Linked DNA regions of Mus musculus: all the other regions are linked to region 3. Evidence: chromatin contacts called from public promoter capture Hi-C data. All regions are on one chromosome and are shown on one strand. Each heading gives the region's core, a stretch centred on a gene start, on an enhancer-like site or on the middle of the called end of the contact. The rest is flanking DNA. Distances are from core to core; before and after follow the strand shown.

What was found. Promoter capture Hi-C pulls out the DNA fragments that hold promoters and counts their contacts.
Region 1: a promoter capture Hi-C map of the HPC-7 cell line shows a contact between it and region 3, with 2.7 times the contacts expected there. The contact joins the enhancer-like site here to the promoter of Rnf8 in region 3. A contact is called at or near these places in 3 of 39 promoter capture datasets (the 3T3-L1 cell line, the HPC-7 cell line and hippocampal neurons), 2 of 115 datasets of contacts at active chromatin or transcription factors (astrocytes and memory CD8 T cells) and 1 of 9 other capture datasets (adipose tissue).
Region 2: a promoter capture Hi-C map of liver shows a contact between it and region 3, with 2.2 times the contacts expected there. The contact joins the promoter of Cdkn1a here to the promoter of Rnf8 in region 3. A contact is called at or near these places in 1 of 39 promoter capture datasets (liver) and 3 of 115 datasets of contacts at active chromatin or transcription factors (bone marrow-derived dendritic cells, bone marrow-derived macrophages and pancreatic cancer cells).
Region 4: a contact with region 3 is called in a promoter capture Hi-C map of the HPC-7 cell line, with 2.9 times the contacts expected there. The contact joins the enhancer-like site here to the promoter of Rnf8 in region 3. A contact is called at or near these places in 4 of 39 promoter capture datasets (the 3T3-L1 cell line, the HPC-7 cell line, hippocampal neurons and 1 more) and 1 of 115 datasets of contacts at active chromatin or transcription factors (forebrain).

What each region holds. Positions count from the first base shown.
Region 1 is chr17:30,187,562-30,190,261 of GRCm38.p6, forward strand. All of the region lies in intron 4 of Zfand3 (zinc finger, AN1-type domain 3), which reads left to right. Among named protein-coding and RNA genes, the nearest start is that of Zfand3, 180 kb to the left of the region's middle. Within about 2 kb of position 1,305, at least 66 of the 459 cell types and tissues checked have an H3K27ac peak or open chromatin away from gene starts, as enhancers often do. A contact at or near this core is called in the HPC-7 cell line, adipose tissue and astrocytes, where this site is marked.
Region 2 is chr17:29,092,518-29,095,217 of GRCm38.p6, forward strand. It overlaps Cdkn1a (cyclin-dependent kinase inhibitor 1A (P21)), which reads left to right and starts at 1,252. Exons shown (of 3, transcript NM_007669.5): 1 at 1,252-1,344.
Region 3 is chr17:29,613,492-29,616,193 of GRCm38.p6, forward strand. It overlaps Rnf8 (ring finger protein 8), which reads left to right and starts at 1,298. Exons shown (of 8, transcript NM_021419.2): 1 at 1,298-1,587. The coding sequence starts at 1,477. It overlaps Gm28043 (predicted gene, 28043), which reads left to right and starts at 1,298. Exons shown (of 28, transcript NR_132314.1): 1 at 1,298-1,587.
Region 4 is chr17:30,158,474-30,161,173 of GRCm38.p6, forward strand. All of the region lies in intron 4 of Zfand3 (zinc finger, AN1-type domain 3), which reads left to right. Among named protein-coding and RNA genes, the nearest start is that of Zfand3, 150 kb to the left of the region's middle. Within about 2 kb of position 1,253, at least 18 of the 459 cell types and tissues checked have an H3K27ac peak or open chromatin away from gene starts, as enhancers often do. A contact at or near this core is called in the HPC-7 cell line, where this site is marked.

The DNA of each region.
Region 1 (2,700 bases), core at 55-2,554, 570 kb after region 3:
AAGTTTGCTATTCTAGGGTCATTAGACCCTAGAATATAATACATTTATAAGAAAGGGAAAATCCCATTTGAATTAAGTACAAAAATAAGTTTTTAGTGGATAATGAGGGAGCTCACTGTCTTGAAGGTTTTGGTCCCCCCCCCCTTCTGTCTGTCTTTCTTTTTTGGGTACACAGAATAAAATGCCAGATCTAATCCCTCCACATGCTCCAAAAGCAACGCGTAGGAAGGAGCCTGTGAAACAGGCCCTTTTCAAGTCTCTTTTATCAGTTTTTCCAGGGAGAGGCTGGTGGGTTTCGCGGACAGAGGTTTTTAGCGGCTTAAGCTCCTGTAAATGGTGGAGGGAGAGACAGCAGTGATGTGTGAGGGTTCATTAATTATTGCTCTTACTGATGGCTGCACAGGCTGTTGGGATCATAAATGTCAATCTGTCAAGAGACTGTGATAGGTCTGAAAAAACTGATTGAGTACCTCAAAGCTGCCATGGAGCGGAGACAGACAGACAGGCTCCTCTGTTTCTCGCCTGTGTGCAAGGTGTGGATGAAGGGGGCTGCTTCTTTGTCGTTCGTTGTCTCTAGCTTTGGGGTTCTGTGCTGTGGGCTGCCTGGAGCAGAGGGTGTGAGGCCCCTGAGTTGTCAGCAGGCCACAGCCACTGTTAGCAGCCTGGAGTGGGCGTGGGCTGCCAGCCGTACAGCGCCAGGAGAGTAAGAGAGACGGGATGCGGGCTTTGACAGGCCTGACAGAATTCATTTGGAAAACTTCAGGAGAGAACATGAGTAATAAAGACAGGAACAGTGACAGAATGGAGCAAACGTGGATCTCTGTCAGAGACAAACAGTTTGAAAAGGAGCAGCCCTGTTTGTTGCCGTCAGGCTGCCGTTGTAAATGTATGCCTTACTTGAAAGACTCAGTGCTAGTTACTGTCTGCTCTTGGCTAGCAGAGTCCAATTAGAGGAATTTCTCTCTGTAGACATTTGTTTTTTAAAAACACTGCACTTGTTTCCTCTGTCACATGATGAGCAGTGGCTGTCTTCAGACCAAGCAATTGGACACCAGTTAAATAGGTGAAAGTTTTCTATAAGGTCTCACGTGGTGTCTTTGTCATTGCTAAACACTGGCCGAGAAGAGGGGTCTACAGCGTTGAGGGCCTGGCATGGGGTGTGCAGCCAGCGTGGGCATACCCAGCCTGGAGTAGTTCTCTGGGGGGAGCTCACTGGGAAAATGTGCTTTGTTGGCTCTTTATGAAGGACCTTAATTAGAAGTCACTCGGAACTCCTGGGGTGGGAACTGTATCAGCCTTGGCACTGCCACTCCTCCTGCTGCTAATGAGCGTGCTCCCCTCTGAGGCGCTTTCTTCTGACAGTTACAGCTGAGTGTGAGAGTTATTTCTGTTCACCTTGCTCTCCGCATTTAACCCTTACTGCTCAAGTTCAGCATATGCAAATAGATTAGTTAGATGGTCTCTGCCATTGATCCCCAAGCTGAGAATGCTACAAGTTAGAGGGGCTGAATCTCAGAAGCAGAAGGCAGATAATCAAGGTTTGATTTTTTGTTTTTTCCTTTTTACTGTTAACTCATTTTTAGGTCTTTTCTGAGAGCTTTTTTTTTTTAAACTGACTTAAAATTTATAATTGAATAGTTGAATTATTTAGGTCATTATTATGTAATTAGAATCTGTACAATAGACATCTGTTTCTCTTATTTAGGTAATTTACCCCACGGCACAAGGTTTCATTAAATAATTAGCAGAGGAGATATAAAATTCTTCCATAGCCATGATGCTGAGCCTGTAGACTTCTGTTTATTTCATTAGCTTCTAATTAAAACACCAAGTTGACCTGTGAGAAAAATGTTGGAGAGTGACTTACTTCACGGAGAAGTGACATGCAGTGCAATCAGCCTTGGCGGCAATGCAGCAGACAGTGGGAAGTTTCAATCCTCACCTCCTCACACCAGGGAGCCTTAGAGGGCGCTAGGGTCTCTTCCCATTTAATGTAAGGCCATCAGTGAGGGCCGAGGAAGTCAGTGTATCCCAGAGCCTTGCTGCTGAGGGTCTTAGTGTCTGGGAAGAGTGCCTTAGTTCTAAGAGTGCAGTCTGCTGAGTGGGTCATCTTAGTGGAGAGCAGTGGTTCTCAGCCGTGGGTCTTTCTACCCCTTTGGAAGTCAAATGACCCTTCCTCAGGGTCACATGTCAGATATTCTGTATATTAGATATTTATAATATGATTCACAATGGCAGCAAAATTACAGTTATGAGTTGGCCACAGGGTAATTTTATTATTGGGGGGTCACAGCATGAGAAAGGTTGGGACTACTGCTGTAGTCCTGTAAGACTGATGCTCACAGCACAGCTGTGCATAAATGGTTTGGTTGTCCACTTACACAGAAGTGAGGGCACGGCTCTTGGAGAAACGACTAGGGCCCAATGGTCGTGTAGGATGGCCAGTCCTTTGTAGGCAGAAACTGTTGGTAGAATCAGAAGCCTTCCATAGGCGCTGCTGTTTGAGAATACCTCCTTTGTGTTTTCTACAAGAACACATGCAATCTTGGTGTCTAAACGGCTAAAGGGAATCTCAGCATTGGACCACGCACATTTGTTCCCTAGCATTCTTGTTGGCACTGTTTGACACATGATCTGATTAGATGAAAGTAAGAAAAGAGATCCAGCCTGGGCCCTCCTGACTTGGAGGGGCTCCACCAA
Region 2 (2,700 bases), core at 2-2,501, 520 kb before region 3:
AGGTGGGAACGGAGAATGTCTTACTGCTATGTCTGTCAGGAACATCCGTAGATGTTTCTAGAATTGTCCTTTATCAATGTCATTTTAGTGGACTGTCTGGATCTTGGGAGGGGGAGTATTAGACATTTCCCTCATTTTGGACCCAGAGAAAGAAATCTGCAAGCAGAGTACTCTGGGCAGCTTGCCAGAGGTCAGCAGGTAGCCATTAGTGTGGTCCCAGTCAGGTCTTGATGCTCTCACTTGCAGGATGTATTATGGTGTGAGAAATGTTCACATGCTGGCTTCTGAAGAGGGGAGAGGGGAGGTAAGGAGCCTGGCGGCTGTTTTTCTTGGTAGTCCGTGGTCTGAGAACTGGACTCAATCTCCCCGATTTCTGAGGCGGTTGACAGCATCCTTTCCTTCTGTGGAACTGCTTTCCTCGTCTGTGAGACAGGGAGGAAATGATCGCGTTCTGGACCCGATGTCCGAGGGGCTTCTGGGAGGAGGGGGAAAAAAATCTCCAGACATAGTGGGACTTCTTGGGATTTTAAACTATTTTTTATTATTTATGGGCTTGTTTTGTTTTTGAGAGGGTCTCAATGGATAGCCCAGGCTGGTCTTGAACCTGTAACGCCCCTCGTGCCTCAATCTCCCAAGTATAGGATTCCAGGCTTTTGCTATCATACTCAAATGATCAATTTATTTATATTTGAAACAGTGTCACATATTTCAAGTTGGTCTCCATCGGAATAGGTAGCTGTCAAAACGACCTTGAATGCCTATTTCCCCCTCCTCACCCCCCACTGGGCGCTGTTATTACAGACGTGACCCCGCATGCCCAGTTTATGGGGCCCTGGAGCTCCAACCCAGGGCTTCACTTCCAGCAAGTTAGGCAAACACTGTACCAACAGACCCACCTCCCGAAACCCAGGATTTTATTTACTAATATCAGTGATCTGGAAAAGAGTTAGTCCTTCCCACAGTTGGTCAGGGACAGACCCATAAACACTCACTCAGCTCTAACTGTACTGTTGTTCATAGATGTATGTGGCTCTGCTGGTGCGCTGCGTGACAAGAGAATAGCCCAGGTGTGGGGGAGGGGAGGGCGCGCCCTCTTAACGCGCGCCGGTTCTAGCTGTCTGGCGCGGGCTTAGATTCCCAGAGGGGAGGGCGGGCCAGCGAGTCCCCGGGATCGGTGAAGGAGTGGGTTGGTCCTGCCTCTGAGGGGGCGGGGCCTGGGCCGACGCTATAAGGAGGCAGCTCGACGCCAACTGCAGCAGCCGAGAGGTGTGAGCCGCCGCGGTGTCAGAGTCTAGGGGAATTGGAGTCAGGCGCAGATCCACAGCGATATCCAGACATTCAGAGGTGAGAGCTTCGTGGCAGGGAACAATAGTTCTTCCCCGTAGCAATGCGCTGAGCCCAGTGGGTGTCCCCAGAAGTGTGTGTGTGTGTGTGTGTGTGTGTGTGTGGTGATGAGTGGATCACCTGTGTGTGTATATGTGTATTTGTGCGTGCCCGCCAGAGTCACAGGTGTGTCCGCGGCAGGTGGATGACGGGTGTGGGTCTGAGCGTCCGTGGTGGCTGAAGGCTTCGTTTGTTGGAGTGTGACGAGGGTCAGGCTATGTCGCGGACTCGGCATACAGAGTCTGAACTCCAGGACCACGGATGGCAGCCACTCTTCCAGTCCTTGGAGACCGGGTCCGAGCGATGGCTGGCGGGGATCGGCTACCGGGAGCTCGCTTCTGGTTGCCAATGTTTCTAGGGATTCCAGGTGCGGCTCGCCCAAAGCGTGAGAATGAAGCTCACGGTGCCCCGAGATGGGTCCTGGGTGGCGGTTGTGACAAGCTTCGGCGAGTCTATCTAGAGCTTAGCGCAGAGCGGTTCTCCGATCCCATGGGTGCCGCCGGATCCCCGGTCCTTGTGAACCAAGTGCCCTGTTTCGCGGTAGCCACCACCCCACTGGGCTCTGAGGTCAGCGCGAGCTGTGTCCTCCGCCCTCGGGATCGTGCCTGGGCACGTCCTAGAGGACAGGCGAGGAGGTGACTCATTGTGACAAGGAGACCCCGGGCACTGGATTGAGACCAGAATCGCGCCACAACTGGGGATGGGTCAGTGGCAGCCCAGAAGCCCCTTTCCCTGCCCGGGTACAGCCTCGTTCCTGCCCCGTCCCCTCCCCCGCGCGGCACAGTGACCTATTTGGCGGGCACAGTATGTTCCCAGGGAACCCGGGACACGGGGAGGTCCAGGACGCGGTGTCCGGTCCCCGCTCGGCGGCGCGCCCTCGGGGACAGGGAGTCTGGGCGGGTCCTGTCCACCCTGCCAGCCCGGGAAGCGCAAAGGGTCCCACCCACCGCGCCCACCACGACCCGGACCAGTGACCGTGGGGCGCGAGAGGAGCCCGCACTGTAGAGCGGCCGGTATCCTCGCGGAGTGAGGCTTACGGGTGCCGTACATCAGACGCCCCGGGGCTGGGGCCCTCGACCCAGTCCACACCCAGTGTAGGAAGGTGACCAGGCTGAGTGCGCCCACTAGGGCACATCCATTCCACTCGGAACCTCCGGGGACAAGGGCTACACTTGCACCCTGGTCGTGCGGGAAATACTTTGGGCTTGGGTTTGGCATTTGGGGGCGCGCTGGCAGCTTCCTCTGTCCCCTACGTCGCGTTTCAGAGAGGACACTCAGGCGGTTTTTTGTTGTCCTCGCCCTCATCTATTTTTATTT
Region 3 (2,702 bases), core at 48-2,547:
CCATAAAAATAATAAACTCCAGTTCCAGGGGATCCAACAACCTCTTCTGGTTTCTGCAGCCATTGGGCATGCACTTGGCTCAGAGACATACATGCAGGCAAAACATGTACACATATATCTTTTTTTTATTTTTTTTAAGATTTATTTATTATATGTAAGTACACTGTTGCTGTTTTCAGACACACCAGAAGAGGGCACCAGATCTCATGATCTCCTTTCGGGTGGTTGTGAGCCACCATGTGGTTGCTGGGATTTGAACTCAGGATCTTCAGAAGAGCAGTCCGTGCTCTTAACCGCTGAGCCATCTCTCCAGCCCATACACACATATCTTAAACACCCAAACTTCAGCGTGGAGAGAGAAGGGAGAGTTTCATCTCCCTAGCCCCTTCAAGCCCATTTCCATTCCTTCTGTACCCTGTATGAGCCCCAGGTAATGCGATCCATCTCTACAGATTTGCCTGGTATAATTTTTAAAGATTCAGAAACAAAATGAGGTCATGAAAAACAAATAGATGCTAAATAGGAATAGACTGAATCAACCTTAAAATGATCAGACTTTTCTAAATCACTCAAAAGTGGGTTATAATGGGGTGGAGGTATAATTTAGCTACAGAGTACATCCTTGGCTGTGTGTTCAATGTTCAGAATCTCCTACTCCCAACCCAAAGTAGGCTATAGTTCTCAATAAAATGGTTATGGCCGTCATCACCGTGTTATAAAGCAATTTTTGTTTGTTTTGTAGACACGGTCTCATATCCCAGGCTGGCCTCTAACTCACTGCATAGCGGTAGATGCCCTTGAACTCCTCATCCTCCACCACACTCTGCCAAAGGAAAAAGGGGTGGGATACAAATAAAGGTTCAGGTTCATTGCTGCTGGATCTGGGGTACTGGCTTTGGAGAGCGCAGAGAGGAAAGAAGGTATTGGGAAAGTCATTATTATACTCACGAACCCAAGGAAAGAGAGTGTTTCTGTTGTTTACTATAATTTTTAATCTATAACTTTTAAGTGTTTATTACTCTGCGCGCACACAGGCGCGCGCGCACACCCACACCCACCCGCTAGGGTGCGCATTTGGAAGTCAGAGGCCAATTTGAAAAGTCAGTTTTCCCCAGCCACCATATAGGTGAAGCCTGAGCATCGTCTCCACGCTTGCCAGCAAGTAGCTTTACTCGTTGAGCCATCCTCCAAGTCCTAAAATCTATGCTTTAGTTTAGGATTTTGTCCGCAGCAGACGTTACGCTCGTCCTTCTTCAGGCTCACACCTGCGCACTTCCCGCCCGCCTCCCGCTGCGCACGCGCACTGCCCGCCTTCCCAGGCCTGGGGCGGGCCCGCGCTCTCAACGCGGTCGATCCCCGGGCGATTGCTTCTGTCTTGTGTGTAGATTAAGTTGCGCGAGAGGAACCTCGGAGGCGGCCGGAGCTCAGGCTAGAGGTTGGCTGGTTGCTGAACGCTGCCCCAGTGCCGGTCGGGCCATGGGCGAGCCCGACCCCTTGGTCTCGGGGCAGCTCGCGGCCCGCCGGAGCTGGTGCTTGCGGCGGCTGGGGATGGACTGCGAGTGGCTGCAGCTGGAGGCTGGGACTGAGGTGAGGGCGAGAGGCCTGGCGAGCTGCGGGAGCGGGGGAAGGCCGCGCACACCGGTCGGCGGGGAGGCGCCGAGGCAGCGGGCTCCGGCCACCTCAGGGCCCGGAGGGACCGGGCCGCGAGGCCAGGCGAGTCCGCGGCTTGAGGCCCGAGCTGGAGGGCGGCTGCGCGGGAGCGGGACCCGTGCCGGAGCCGCTGTAACGGACGCGGGCCTCCCAGCGAGGAGAAGGATGGGGTCGAGAACAGGCACTGTCCCAGTTAAGGGTCTATCAGAGACGGAGAAACTGAGGCAGAGGCGTCCCCACTGATTCCTAGGAGTGGCGAACCTGTCTAGGGAGTCTGAAGATGGACGCCTGGAAGGCTGCGGAGGGCGTGGACTCTCTGGAGTTGATTTTAAGTGTGATCAGGAGTTTAAGGGTAGCATGCCTAAACCCCTCGAACTGTAATACTGAAAATAAAAGTCTTCCATTCCATCTCCGAGGGGAACTGGAGCGTCGGGGTGGGCCACTCCTGAAGTGGGTCAGCCTTCTCTCCAGAAACTGCTCACAATGTAAAGCTGACTTAAAAGGCCGGTGCTGGGGATTGAACGCAGGGTCACAGAACTTGGAAGGCAAGGACTCTACCAAATGAGCTGTATCTGCAGCTCCACAAACGCAAAATTAGAAACAAAGACAAAGTGGGAGGAACAGTTCTAAGTGGGGGAGAGGTGCTGGGTGCTGTTGTGGGCTTTCAATCCTTGCAGTCTGCTCTGGAAGCAGAACTGGGTCAGGGATGCGCTTGCAATGTAGAATCCTTGAGGTTTTGGAAAGCCTGTACAGTACTGAATGTTGGTCATGTGTACTGGCTGGTCTTTTGTCAACTTGGCACACAAACCAGAGTCCTCTGAAAAGAGGGAAACTTAATTGAGCAAATGTCTCCATAAGATCCAGCTGTAAGGCATTTTCTTAATTAGTGATTGATAGGGGAGGGCCCAGCCCATTGTGAGTGGGGTTGTCCCTTGGCTGGTGCACCTGTGTTCTATAAGAAAGCAGGCTGAACAAACCAGTCAGCAGCACCCCTCCATGGCCTCTGCATCAGCTCCCGCCTCCAGGTTCCTGCCCTGTGTGAGTTTTTGTCC
Region 4 (2,700 bases), core at 3-2,502, 540 kb after region 3:
GCTTTAGACATGGGGATTTTTTTTTTTTAAGATTTATAATTTTCTGTGTGAGTTTGTTGCCTGTATACATATGCACCACATGTTTGCCTAGTGCCCAAGGAGCCCAGAAGAAGATAGCCTGTCGTCTGAAACTGGTCAGGGAGGGTTGTGAGCCTTTGTGTGAGTGCTGGGACCACACCCAGATCCCCTGTGAGGTAACTTCACTGCATTCTTTGTTGGTAAAAATAAGCATCATCACAATAATTTGGGTATTTAATCAGGAAAACAAATGAAAAGTTGGGTGGGTATCCCCCTTCTTCACCCCCGTTCAGTCTTTGTTGAAAGCTGAGATGTCTGTCAGTGAAGGGCTGAAAAAAAAAAACGCTGGGTGTGTGTTGCGGGCTGCCTTGGCTAAAGCGCGCCACACCTGCAGGTGACGGCAGAGCTCAAAGTTCTTCAGGGCTTGCAGTGTTTTTCACATGTTCCCTTGTTAATTCTTGGAACCTTTCTGCCAAGATCAGATATGCTACAAGGGAGAATCTGCTTCCTTGGCAACACGCCGCCAGAAGAATTGCTTTTGTCCTTCATCTTTTCTGATCACCACATGATACCACATGCATAAGCATGGTGGTTGGGGCTTCGGTCAGCATTCTTACACAGTATTACTTATATAGAAAAAATCGTTTCTTATTTTTGTGCTTAAAATATTTTGTGGGAAGCAGGGGTGGGAGTGGGGTTGGCTTTTTGTTAGGCTTTCTTAAAGATTATTTGCTGTTGAGGCTTTTCCTGGGGCTTGTTATTTCAAAATTGCAGTTGTAGTGGGTGTTTTTTTTTTTTTTTGTTGTTGTTGTTGTTGTTTTTTTTTTTTTTATCACTGTGGTAAGAGTTACTTGGGGAGGAAAGGGGATTTATTTCATCTTAAACTTTCTGGTCACACTCCACCTCTGAAGAAAGTCAGGGCAGGAGTTAGAGCAGAGGCTGGGAAGGAGCGCTGTTGACTGGCTTTGTCCTCTGGTGAGCGGACCTATCTATCTCTATCAGTCATTAGTCAAGAGAATACCCTACAGACGACAGCTGACATGCTAACCGCCCTCCACAGCAGTATTCAGAACCAGTTAAAGGAAGGCTTCCTTCCTGTGGGCAACTAAGAGGTTCTATAAAATCTTTCCAGCTGATTCAGAACCTAAAAGGTCAGATGTAGCTTGCACCTGCAGTTGTGTGGTTGTTGGTATTCATGAAAACATTTTAATCTGAAATGTTGAACATTGCATTCTAAAGTGGATCGAGCCGTAGTGGTCAGTGTTACTCACCATGAGTGGCTCTCCTAAAAACGAGTCATCTCTCCTGTATCTTCTCCTTCTTCCCTTCCCCTCGTTTCTCGCCTCTCTTCCCCTCCCCTTCTTCTTCCTGGGAGGGCACCTGTAACTCACGTTTCTTCCTTGTTGGTCTTCCAGACAGAGTTCGTCCTCAGGTCTGCAGTCTCAGCATTTGAGGCAGAAAATGAGAAATTTGACCTACTTATGTAGTTTCTATCAGTAGAATATTAGGGAAGATATAAACCTTTCTTTTTTATTTGCATTTAATGTAACCATTGAAGAAAGATCAAAACAGTAAATCTGCCACGGCAAGGAAAAAGTATTAAAAATCCTTTACCTTGTTCATTCATCATTTTAGGTCTTAAGAGGTTCATTTGATCCTGGAGTTGGGGGGGGGGGTGCAAAATGAATATAAAATATTTGACAAAGCTGCAAATGTTTTAATTGAAAAGGTACCACCATCCCATGTTTTGCCCAATTAAATAAAGTCTTTCCCACTGTAGTCTATGATGTGTCCTAGAGGATGTGGGCTTGACCGTTGAGGAGGTAAAGGGAGATGGCCCGTGCTTTGTTCTGTGTTGGCTGGTACTGGGTTTTAGTAATTAGTGTGTCTCACGTGTTTGTGTTAGATAATGAAACAAGGACTCACTAAGGCACTAGATACGTGGATGACTGGGTGCCGGGCGCTTCAGTCTGAAACACCACATCTGGTGCATAGATTTTGGGAAAAGCAGGGGAATGCTTCCTGGTTTGTAACAGTGCCCCTAAATGAGAGCAGTGTCCCCTTGCCACCAGTCACTTGTGTCTGTGCTGTGCCAGAGCGTGTGAACTGGCTTGTTGCTGTTTTAGAACAGTGTGGGGTGCAGGGTGGCCCTTGGATTTGAACCTTTTCTTTCTGTGTGCTTTGAGCAAATTTAGTTTGCTTACGTTCGTGAATACATGTAGAACATTTTAGTTTTTACTTTTATGGTCATTTATCGTAGCTTGCACTCTTACCAAGGAGAAAGAGGCCCAAACACACCCATTAATTTAGCTGTTCTATTGCTCCACTGGGGCAGTATGTCTGAGCCTACAGTATTCCCGAATGGTGTAGAGAAATTTACTCCGTGTTGCTCCTGGGTGCTTTTGTGTTTCTCAGTGGCAGCGTCTAGGCAGTGCTGCTCCTTAGGGTGTGAGTTGAGCTAGAAGTCACTGGGGTGGGAATGGAGCCTTGCGCCCAGAGCAGACTCACCAGAGCGAGCAGCAGAGCACAGCACAGCGCTGGGGATAAATCTCCAGCACCTGGCAATGATACTGCCCATTAAGGAGACTTTTTTTTTCCCTACTTGGTTCCTGGCTATACTAATAGAACAGCATATCAAGCAAGGCTGTAAATAAAAGTTATTACCTAATAGGTGGGTGCCGG